Regions from separate parts of the Cricetulus griseus genome. Here region 2 is linked to region 1. The links are chromatin contacts, called in public Hi-C maps. All regions are on one chromosome and are shown on one strand. The core of a region is the stretch at or near the end of the contact, and the rest is flanking DNA. Distances in the headings are between cores, read along the strand shown. Region 1 holds the start of LOC100760022 (nephrocan). Region 2 holds the start of Dcbld1 (discoidin, CUB and LCCL domain-containing protein 1).

What was found. Hi-C and Micro-C count contacts between places; a contact is called where the count stands out from the background.
Region 2: a Hi-C map of liver shows a contact between it and region 1, with 5 times the contacts expected there. The contact joins the promoter of Dcbld1 here to the promoter of LOC100760022 in region 1. A contact is called at or near these places in 2 of 8 Hi-C or Micro-C datasets (the CHO-K1 cell line and liver).

What each region holds. Positions count from the first base shown.
Region 1 is chr2:256,493,800-256,499,809 of CriGri-PICRH-1.0, reverse strand. LOC100760022 (nephrocan) reads left to right here and starts at 3,854. Exons shown (of 3, transcript XM_027402101.2): 1 at 3,854-4,079. The coding sequence starts at 3,948. It overlaps Gopc (Golgi-associated PDZ and coiled-coil motif-containing protein), which reads right to left and starts at 3,427. Exons shown (of 9, transcript XM_027402102.2): 1 at 2,930-3,427. The coding sequence starts at 3,217.
Region 2 is chr2:256,620,566-256,626,575 of CriGri-PICRH-1.0, reverse strand. It overlaps Dcbld1 (discoidin, CUB and LCCL domain-containing protein 1), which reads left to right and starts at 2,197. Exons shown (of 11, transcript XM_027402104.2): 1 at 2,197-2,399. The coding sequence starts at 2,312.

The DNA of each region.
Region 1 (6,010 bases), core at 2,605-5,104:
GAACTTATAGTTTTTTTTTCAGTAAATTTGTTTTCCTAACCACTAGATTAATGTGAAGTGTATTATTATTACCTAAAAACACAAGGAGTGGGTAAAAGTGGCAATTTGGAAGAATACAGAAGACCAATTTTTTTTTTTTTTTTCAGACAGGGTTTCACGTAACCCAAGCTAGCCTTAAACTTCTGATCCTACTGCCTCCACCACCTAAGTTCTGGGGTTCAGATTATAAATTACCCACATTAGAGTTATATGTGTCTTGAGAATATAAAAACAATTTACTATAAGATTGTTTAATATTAATCTCTAAAACCACTAAACTTGGTGTACATTTGTAAGTAAGCAGCTTCAAATATTCAACATCCATACAGAATAGATAAAAGAACTAGTTCATTTGCTTACAGGGACATAATTAAAACAGAGTAAGAAAGCATCAAAGCCTCTTACAAGATTTCAATCTCAGTAGATTGTCAACAGTTTATAGAGCATCCCCTGAAATTCTGTCTATGGTATACTAGGTATACTTGGAAAGGTGTGGCTAGGCATAGGTATTTTCATAGCAGTACACAACTATCCTTTGTAAACTACAGAAGATGTCTATGTGTAAAGATTAACACATGAATCACGTATAGTTGCTAATATATATAAACAACAAAAATCACCATTTTCTAAGATCTCTGAATCAAGAGTTGCATACCCCCTGAAAAACACACTCACACTGTAATATGCAAGCCTGTCTCTCCCTCTCCCTCTTTTCCAAGACAGGGTTTCTCTATGTAGCATAGGCTATCCTAGAACTTGCTTTGTAGAGCAGGCTGGGCTTGAACTCACATAGACCTGCCTGCCTCTGCCTCCCAGGTACTGGGATTAAAGGCATTTGATACCACACCAGCCTGAACATTTATTTTAAGAAATAATGCTACTTCCTAAGATGGGACATTAGACTTAAGAATATGTATGTACAATTTCTGAAAAATGGAGAACATGCATAAGTTATTACACACACACACACACACACACACACACACACACACACACACACACACACACTATTAGAGAAATATTCCTTTAAATTATTTAAGAATTTTAAAGAAGTTGAGTACCTACTATTCATAGAAAAATTATTTTTTTCAAAGTCAGATTTTATAGCTAACATCAGAAAGTATTACTGTTTAGCTTCCTTAGGTCATTAGAAATTGTTTTATTCTTTAAAAACCCGTTATCTCCAGGAAATGGCTAAAGATGTCAATGGTATGTAAGTTCTCTTGTGATAAAAGCTACTCGTCTTTGATCTTTAAAGCAAAATACTATTTTATTTTTTCATTTTATTTATTTATTTATTTTGAGTTTTTTGAGACAGGGTTTCTCTGTGGCTTTGGAGGCTGTCCTGGAACTAGCTCTTATAGACCAGGTCTTGAACTCACAGAGATCCGCCTGCCTCTGCCTCCCGAGTGCTGGGACTAAAGGCATGCGCCACCACCACTTGGATAAAATACTATTTTAAAAACCATCAAATGCACTTTTACTACTACCTGGAAACTCAGCTTCTAGAAATTACCATTCATTTAAAAAAATCAAGAGACATTTTCACGTATTTACACATAATACTTCTTTTTTGTTTGTTTGGATTTTTCTTTTTTTAGACGAAGGGTTTCTCTGTGTAACAGCTCTGGCTGTCCTGGAACTCGCCTTGTAGACCAGGCTGGCCTCGAATTCACAGAGATCCACTTGCTCCTGCCTCCCAAATTCTGGAACTAAAGGCAGGCCACCACTGCCCAACTATATTTAATACTTACATAAACACTTTCATCCCAACCCTTTCAAAAAGAAACCATGAAATCCTAAATATGTAAATAGATGCTATCAAATATTAGTGGCACCATGTTTTTCATGGTTAACTAATATGGAAGACTGATGACCAATAAGCAAAGGACAGGAAACCAATCTGGCATACACATTAATCTGGACACAATGGGTACTATCACTGTTACAGTTAGCAGTAATGAGGAGCTCTTTAGAAAGCTAAGGCACAAAGAACTTCACACATCACAGACTATCTCACTTTTTTTTTAATCCTCCTTAAAATGAAAGACCCATTCTCTATTTAAATTGTCTATTTCTAAAGTGCTTTCCACATACTGTTAATACACCATGATTACTCAATCTTGCAATACTGCCCTCCTTTAATTTCCCACACAAAATGGGAGGTATGGAGTTTTTGTTTTGGAATCTCCCCCACCCTTTGATTAGAGACCAAAGCAAAAGATTGTCTTTACATACTCTAAAATGTCTACCATTTGGGAAATACTGTAAAGTACAAACACATACACCTTCCATGTTAGAAGTTACTTGAATATTGACAGGGAGCTCTGAAGATGTATTTGCCTGTAATTTAAGGATTTAGTGTGAATGTAAACCGAGAAGGACCGTAGTAACATATATTCCATTACATTTCCCTAAGAACTTTCCCTTAAAGTTCATGCATGTCTCTGTACAGCCACGGACGTTGATCTGGGCTATTCGATGAAAATAATCAGAGCTGCATCTCTCCGGAAATATATCAATCTAGCTTATCATTATCAACGCAGATCTGCAAAACTCACACGTCCAAAGGAGGGCTGAGGTAGTATTCCCCGACAGAGGATGTTGGTTTGGTCTGTAATTTAACACTCACAGGGCAGATAGTGTGATTAGCTCCTGATCCCTCCTCAGTGAGATGCTGGGAGGTGTCGGTCTCCATCCTTGTCCTCCCCCACCCGCTCCTCATTCCTTTGCTTCAAACACGTATAAACGCACTCTCGATCACATTCGAAGCTGAGAGGTGCCCCCGTGGACAGTTTTACAGGGTCGTTTTCCTGGTGCGTAAAATGGGATCTAACGCCCTGGGACAGCCTGGGGTTGAATGCCATTACTGCCAGCCCCCGAGGCTCACCTCTAGCTTGTGGTTGATCTGGGACACAGTCTGGGCTTTGTGGCAAAGCTGCGCAAAGCAGGAGCTAAGGCTGGTCATCTTCTGCCGCCCCTCATAAGTGATGTCCGCCTGGTCCGGATCGATCTCCCCCAGGAGCAGATCCACATCCACGAAGGCCTTGTCGAACTCCTTCTCCAGCACCTCCAGCCACCGGAACATGGACACCCCGCCAGGGGAGACCCCCACAGGGCAGGAGGCCCCTCCTGGGCCGCCGCCGGCTCCCGCCGGGCATGGGCCGCCCGCCGACATGGCGCCGTCCAGGGCCTCGCCGACTGCTGCTCACCCTGGCCGCCCGCCCCGCGCGAGGGGAACTGCTGGCACCGCGGCGCCCCTCGCGAGCGCACTCAAGCTCCGCCGGTCCCCTCCCTTCCCTCGCGCCGCCAACGCCGGCAGGGCAGCTCCAGAGCCGCAGGGACAGCACGGCTGAAGCAGCGACGGCGGCACACGGAAGACCCGCCCGCATCCCGGCCCGCCCCCGCCTCCGCGCATGCGCAGCGGAGCCCAGAGCCAGCGCAGCCCCGAGGGAGGAAGTGGGCGGGGCCTCGTGAGACCTCGGCCAATGAAAAGCCTCCGCCTCCACGAGTCCGTCTGAGGCCATATTGACGACTGGCAAAACCCTGAGAAGCGGAGGGATGCTGCGAGCGCTTGCGAGTGGGAAAGGCCGGAGGAAAGGGAGGGTTCCGAGTCGCAGAGGGAACTGGCGACTCCGCCAGTTTGGCTTCACGGTGGGCGGGAACCGGTCTACAGTCATCTGGGAAAGTTGCTGCGGGGGCGTCAAAGGGCTCGGGTGGGAGCCCCGAGGGCCTTTGTGAGCATGCGCAATAGCCACGTTTTCCCTTTTCCTTTCCTGTGCTTGCTTAGGGCGGGGTGGGCGGGTGGTTGGGTACACTGGCTGTTCTCGGTAAACCTGACAGGGCATTCCAGTTAGAAACTGCCTGAAGCTGTCAGTGGAAGCTGCTGACCGGGTTTTGCTGGAGCAATGGCCTCTTCTTGTGTGGTTGACAAACCTGGGTTCAGGGCCTACAGGTTCTCACACGCTAGCTGCCCCACCTCAGTGGTGTTCCCTAATTTGGCAGCCTCGTTTCCAAAATGGACTTCGCTTAGTATTAAGGTAAAGTGAAAGCGTTAGTACTTGGCACGTGGCACTCGTCTTACTGTATCACAGATCATGTATTTCTAAAGCAGCTATTTGGGATGCTGTGATTATCTTATAAACTAGTATAGTGCCCTCCTTCCTGCGTCATTTACATATATTACATATTCATAACGTTGAATCACGTCCCGATTGAGGCACTGAGGACAAAATTTCTAATAAAACGACCCTCACTCAAACTGAGTATGTGAGATAATGAGGCTCGCACAACTTTTAATTCCAGCGTTATGCGCATTTGGGAGCATTTAGCAAGCGCTTTCTTTACATTCTGCCTCCCATGTCTTTCACTTCCACGCCTCCCCCTCTGTCTAGTCCAAGAGTAGACAGTCTGGAAGGGAAAGGAGAAGCCTGTCTAATTCGAGTAGGCACTGTGTCTCCTACGGGAGTATTTGGAGACTGAGTCCAGAATCTTGTAAGCTGTTCTTGGGACAGACCCTTCTAATCAACCATCAATCAAAAAGTGCACAGCCTTCTGTGCCTCTAAGCAAAGTAATACCATTAAGAATCAAGAAACAGATTTAGTTTGCACTGTGGGTACCAATGCAAGACTGGGTAGCATTAAGTAATAAAGTATTTTGGCTCCAGCAAACTTAGCTAAGCTAAACCTATGCGATCCTTCTTTTGACCGGAAAGCAGAGACCACCTCAAAAGGCCTTAGTACACAATAGTATAAAACTTCCCATCTTTTCACAAAATTGCTTATATTTTATTTTATGTATATGGGTGCTTTGCCTGATTGTATGATACTTCTATATACTACATGCATGCATGGTGCCCACGAAATCCCGAACAGAATACCAGATCCTCTGGAAATGGAGTTCCAGACGTTGTTAGCGATCATGTGAGTGCTGGGAACCAAATCCTCCTTCTGCAAGAACAGCCAGTGCTCTTACTGAGCTCTCTCTCCTGCCTATCCTCCCATGCAGGTTTGTTATATTTTCATGTGCAGTAATTTGCAAGAACATTGAGGAAGCTCCAGGCCATTTTCTCTAGTGATACTTTTTTTTTTGGCCAAGAACTTGAAATAAATGAAAAATTACTGTGTGAGAGTGGGAAAATACTTAAAACTATAACAACAATAACTTTCAGTTATTAAGAATGTTACTAAGAATGTGTCAGTTATTTCTTTGATTCTAAAAAAAACCTGTGGTAGGTATAATTTTTTTTATAAATGAATTGTAGACAGATTGAGCATTTTAGTAACGCCACAAAGCAGACATTTTAATATAGGTGTCTTTCTTACTATTCTTTCATAGTAACAATAGGATACAGAATGGGAACTCCATTTCACATTGCTGTGAAAAATTGGCAGATCAGTGCCAAAAACTGTTTTAGCCAATATTTCACAGGTGTATACACATACAACTATAACAACAAAAATGTATTTCTCATTATAATGTTCTTTAGATAAACCACACAAATATAAATTGTATTTCTTTTAAAATACTAAATTTAGTACTATTATGTGAGAGATTCTGCACAGCGTTTTGTGCTTATGGAACAGTGTTCTTAGGGATGACGAATATCCTAATTTTTCAGCATAGAACCCAGCTTCATTTCTGTCACAGCCTTCACAACTCCAAGAAATAATACCTTAGATGTCTCAGGTTAATTTCATGTCGTATTGTCCCTTCTTATTATCATTTGATGTAGCAGCTGCTCCATCCCATATGTTTACCATCTTGGTAGTCAGTGAGGATTTTAAATGCTCATGAGATTTCCTAATAGAATGTTTAGTCCACTTTAACTTGGGATTTTGCAATTCTGCAAGTCACAATAGAATAGGAGAGTGGAGAAAGGCTCAGTGGTCAAGTGCTGCCATCTGTTGTCAGAGTAGTCTTTCTACATTTGTGGCCTTGTGTTTGCTGGGGTTGGAACTTGTCATTTCA
Region 2 (6,010 bases), core at 948-3,447, 130 kb before region 1:
TGTGGCCAACGAGATGGCTCAGCAGATTAAGGAGCTGCTCTCAAGTCTGGCGGACCTGAGTTCAATCCACCGGGTGCTACACTGTGGCCAGCCGGAAGGAACTCCCACAAACTGCCCTCTAACCTACACATGTGAGGACCTTCACACACAAAAAAAAACCAAATGAAAACATGGTTTTAAAATGTTCGATAAAAGCCTTCTGTGGTGGTCAAAATTAATCTCAGAACCCGAGAGATAGAGGCAGGTGGGTATCTGTGAATTTCAGGCCAGACGGCTACATAGTTAGACCCTGCCTCAGACAAGACATTTATTTATTTAGGTTTTTCGAGACAGGGTTTCTCTGTGTAGTTTCGTAGACCAGGTTGGCCTTGAACTCAGAGATTGGCCTGCCTCTGCCTCCCGAGTGCTGGGATTAAAGGCATGTGCTACCACCGCCCGGCTGGCAATTATTTTTTAAAAGGAAAGGAAAAGGGGAGGGATGAAGTTAGTACATGGTTCCTTATCAAGGTAACTTGTTATGGAGTGTGTGAATATAGTCAATATTTCCATGAAAGCATATTTACTTTTGATTTGAACATAAGTCTACTATTTACGTACCTCCTTTACATGCTGAATCCTTATATTCGTATTTATTTCCTCTCTATGACAACCGGGTGAGTTAACCCTGAAGGCAAAAGGATCGGTCCCAGTCAGAGGCTAGCCCTGGACTCGCTCTGCTCAAGCTTCTCTTTGAAAGCTTGACTTCTTTCTTCCAAGTTGTTACAGTGAAGAGTGCAAAGTCCACTGCCAAATCTCACTTTAAATCTCCAAAGTTAAAGTGTAAGCCAGGCAGGATGGGGTGGAGCTGTATTCCCCTAACTCAGACAGGTGGAGACAGAAGGACCAGAAGTTCAAGGTTAGCCTCCTCGAACTTCTGCTAATTATCAAACGCAAGACCAGCTAGGGATACTAGAAAACCTTTCTCAATACAAACAAGAAACCTCAATCCCCCCAAAATTATTATTAGAATTATTTTTAAGGCGAAAATTGATACATAGCTGCCAGCATAGAGTTGGAGGCGGGGATGGAGAGGATTTCAAAGATCACGTGGCCTTGGAGGGTCTGAAGTTCCTCTGCCGCCTGGAGTCGGCCTCCCTCATTGCACTTCTAAATGTAATACTTCCCAGAGGCCGCGAGGTGGTGCGCGAGGTAGTACTAAGGTTGTGGCCCCGCAGAAGAAGGTCAGGGGGACCTAAAGGGGACAGTCATTAAAAGGAGTATTTACCTTTCTCGTGTCCAGTTTCACGGCCTGGACCCCAACTGAACTCAGCAATAGCTCCAACTCTTCAGCAGCCCGTGCTGCCTCTCTCAAGACTTTTCCACCACCTCACAGAGGTGGATCAGTCATTGCTCGGTACGAAGCTTTCGGGACTCTGAGGACACTGTCGCTTAAGCATCTCTTACGGGCTCTATTCTACACATCCGTTCCCACTTCCTGACAGGCACCCACCTATCTGCCGAGCCCCGGCCACACTGGAGGTTTAATCCTCTGAACAACCCGGTCACGAACTCAGTTCTCCGCCTTCCACATGCGGAGACAGCATTGCTCCCCGTTGCCCTCTCACCATCCATATAACTAGATCTCCCCCAAATGTGGTCCAAGGACAGCCTCCGTCACCGATTGCAATTTGTCCTGGGCGATTATTTCGAAGCTCTTCGAATGCCGCGTGGATTTAATCACCCTGCGGAGTGGACAGCTGAGCTAAACAACGGAAAGAATGAAAGAAGGGGGAGAGACAGACAGACAGACAGACAGACAGACAGACAGACAGACAGACAGACAGACTGAGGAACAGAGACTATGAATGAACGTTTTACCGGTTACCGCCACCACCCCTCCCGATTTCGGGTGCCCCCCATTGCCTTGGCGGACCTCCAAGCCCAGCGGAGCTGACAAAGTGCCCGAGGGGCGGAGTCTGAGCGGCGGGGCTCCAGGCAAGCCTGCGCGCCAGGTGACTTTGGATTTCCGTGTTCACGTGGATCGGGGCAGGTGGCGCGGGGCGGGGTGGTGGTGGTGGCGGGTGGGAGAGGAAGGGGATCGAAGCTGGGCTCTCCCTCGAGCGGAGGCGGGTGGCTCCGCGGGCCACCACGAGGAGGGGGCGGGCGGGGCGGGGCAGACACGCCCTCTCGCGGGCGCGGGGCCGCACCGAGGGATCGGTGCTGGGTGCCCGCGCCGCGCGCCGGGCCGCGGAGGAGGCTGCCCCAAGCGGGCGGCGGCGGCGCGGGCACGGGTTGCGAGGCCGATCTTGCGGGTCTGAAGCCCGGCGTGGCCATGGGGGCCGGAGCCGGTCGACCCGGCGTCCTGGCGGCGCTGCTGTTCGCGGTGTGCGCTCCGCTCCGGCTGCAGGCGGAGGAGCTGGGTGAGTGGCCGCGGGGCCCGGGGCTCTGGGAGGGCGATGGGCCTCCGGGGAGCCCGCGGCTGGGCAGGCGGTCTCCGCCAGGCCGGGGACGGGCTGAAGTCAGCGAGTGCATTCCGGATCGCTCCCCAGAAACTCCTTCCTTCCCCCCACCAACGAGCGCGGCAGCTTGGCGCCTGTTCCCCAGCCGCCTGCGCGGTGTCCCCGCCCGGCTACTTAGTTCCCAGACTTCCCGAGCCTGGCGGCGGGTGCGAGTGGCCTGCTCCGGGTATGCGCCCAGCCGGCTCCCGGTCTCTGCCTGCAGTGGGGGTGCGTCTGCGGGGCTGGCTAGGAGCAGGCTACAGACGGGCCCCCCACAGCCTCACGCGTGTCCGGCTGGCGACCCGAGTTGGAACCTTGTGTGGCTCGGGACCCAAAAGGGTATTTGAAGGAGCCGATTCTGGGGCCCAGGCTGCTTTTCCTCGGTAGCTGATCTTTGGCTTCCAGCGCCACGGAATTTACCCTCAGTCCATCCGATTAAAGTAGGAACCTGGTTTCCCAGCCCTACGTGGCTCTCCTTCGTTAATCTGCGTTAATTCTCCTTGGATAGGAAGGGCCAGCTTTCTGCCGTTTTTTTTTTTTTCCTTCTTTTTTCTTTCAGTTTTTGTTTCTCTCCTCTCCTGCCTTTGCTCCTCTGTAACTGGAGTTAGGGAGTTAGTTAATGGCAGCGAATTTATGCGGAATACTTGGACATCACTCCCCACCCCACCATCGCCGCCCCCGCTTTGCTCTCTGGTGAAACAGGAATCGAAGCTAAACCCTTCGCTGGAATTTTTCATTGAAAAATGTATTCGTTCACCCAGACATTCATCACGTTGATAGTATTACAAACACAAAACAAAAATGTAAAGTTATTTTCTTTAGTTACTGCAGCACAACCCAATGTGTGCTAAATTTGCAATATATAAGATCTTATGAATGCTTTATAAACGTGCTATTTTGGTTTTTTGTCGGTGCTGGGGACCCCTGTGCTAGACCAGTCTTTCACCAACTGTGCTATATTCCATCCCCTGAATGTTTTAAATCTTGGCAACACTTCCTCAAGTTGATGTTTGGAAATGTAACATTTTACATTTATTTGATGTGGGCTTTTTCTTTAAAGTTTTATTTTTCATTGTGTGTACTTGTGTATCTGTGTTGGGATAGATGCATGTGAGTGCAGATGCCAATGAAGACAGCTGATCTTTTGGACCTGGAATTAGAGGCAGATGTGAACCCCTGGGTGTGGGCGCTGGGGACCAAGCTTGGCTCTGCTTCGAGAGCAGTGTGTCCTCATAACCGCTAAGAAGTCTCTGCAGCCCCAATTTTAAAACTTCTAATCAGTGTATTGTTATTATTATCTGCTGTTTTGAGACGAGGCTTTATTTTGTACCTCAGGCTGGCCTGAAACCCATTGTGTAGCACGGACTACTTTTGAATTCATTCTTGACAATCCTTCTAATGCCTCCCTGGGCCTGGGATTACAGTCACAAGCCACTATCCCCCTCAGTAGGTTGCTATATTTTGGTTTTGGCTTTTGTTTACTCTTTTAGAATTTTACTTTGTTTTAAATTATGTCTATGAATGTGGGTATGTGCATATGAATGTAGGGACCCTCCAAGGCCAGAGGCCAGGGATCCCCCTGTGGCTGGAGTTATGACCACCTGATCTGGGTGCTAGGAACTGAACTTGGATCCTCTGCAAGAGCTATATGATCTCTTAACTGCTGCAGCCCATTAATTTCTTTCTGTTTTCCTTCCTTTTTGTTTGTTTGAGACAGGGTCTTTTGTAAACTCACTGTTTAGACTGAACCCTGATCTTCCAGAGCTAGGATTACAGTGGTAAGAAGACACTTTTAACTTTGGGCATTTGTGAGTTGTCTGGAAGCTTGTCCTCCACATGAAAATGCTTACCTGGGCCAAGTATGATTGTTCAGATTCTTATCGAGCTTCCAATTTTAGACCTTGTTGCCATTGACTGATGGAAGAAGATGCTGTCATCAGGGTTATCGAGGAACATCCTCTGTATTTAGGATTTTAAAATAAATGAGTACTATAGAGGCGTTGAGGTGTACTTGTCTACCTGAGGCACTTTGGAAACAGGCAGGAGGATTGCCTCCGATTCAAAGTTAATTTCACAATCGTGGCATGGGGTTTCCTGGAGATGGATAATTTACCAGCACCTACTGAAGAAAAATGACTTCTTTTTCCCAGCAACTCACCTGCCAATAGTTCCTCAGCTAGTGATGGGGCCTCTCTCGATGTTATCCGTCACACGATGTTTCCTGTGTCACCCTAGTGCAGGTTTTCTGCAGGGTGGCCACAGCTGCTGTATATTCCTGAATGTAACACCCGGGTCATGTCCAGAAGACCGTATTTCACATCGACCTTCCCCAGCCTCCGGCTCTTACATTCTTTCCAAAATGCCTTTGGTTGTTGTGATGGGATCTAAAAATCCTGATTCTCTTTTCACCAAAATATGTGCATGTGGGGAGTACTGATTTCCCCCTGCTGATTTAAATATCGACAAAAATGAAAATGAGCAGTTGATACTTTGAAGATCAATTTCTGGATGCTTATATATTGCTTTAGAAACCACTTCCCGGTTCTTGGCTTATTGCTGCTTGAAGGTCTAATCTTTATCACTAATTTCTATTTGGTGGACGTGTGACCTGCCGGTATTTATTTATATTTGGGTAGACATGTGACCTGCTGGTATTTGATGTTTTAGGTAAGTGGCTTTTTAAAAAAGTAAATACAGCCGGGTGTTGGTGGCGCAGGCCTTTAATCCCAGCACTCGGGAGGCAGAGGCAGGTGGATCTCTGTGAGTTCGAGGCCAGCCTGGTCTCCAGAGCGAGTGCCAGGATAGGCTCCAAAGCTACAAAGAGAAACCCTGTCTCGAAAAACCAAAAATAAATAAATAAAGTAAATGCAGGCTTACTCTGGCATCTTCTGCTCCTTCATGCAGACCTTCCTGGATCTTACCTATCCAGGGGACAGTGAGGCTTAGTCAGCTTTGGAGGATAAGTCCCCATCCCTGTCATTCTTGCTGTGAGCTTCAGACACCCAATGAATATTTCTGAGTTGAACTGAATGATCTTCTTGTGTTTCAGAGAACTTTCAATGGTTTGTTCCTAAGAGAGTACTATAGATCATAATGAAACTCTTTATGTAGGTACATTTGCTGCTTCTGTTGTAATTTAAGAAAAGCTTCGAAGTCGTTAGAAAGATTTCATGCAACAGGGTTCAAGCAGAGGGGTTTTTAATTTAGGGAATGGGATCATAAAAAGGGAAGAGAGAGGAGGGAGACTGGCCTCCAGCAACAGGAGCAGAAGGAAAGAGGAGACAGGAAAGAGAGGGAGAGAGAAGGGAACAGACAGAGAGGGAGAGAGAGAGATGGGAGGTGGGCAGGGCCCTTTTAAAAGGGAATGTGGTGAATGTGGCTGCAGCTGAGGGCGTATCCTGTCAGAACCCCAAGGACAGGCCAGTGAAGATGCCTGGATACTAACAACTTCCACTCACTAATTGTGTTTCCCGAGCCCAGCTCTCTTGTCATGCTTCAGTCTGTAAGGATACCTTCCTCATGCAAGCACAGCA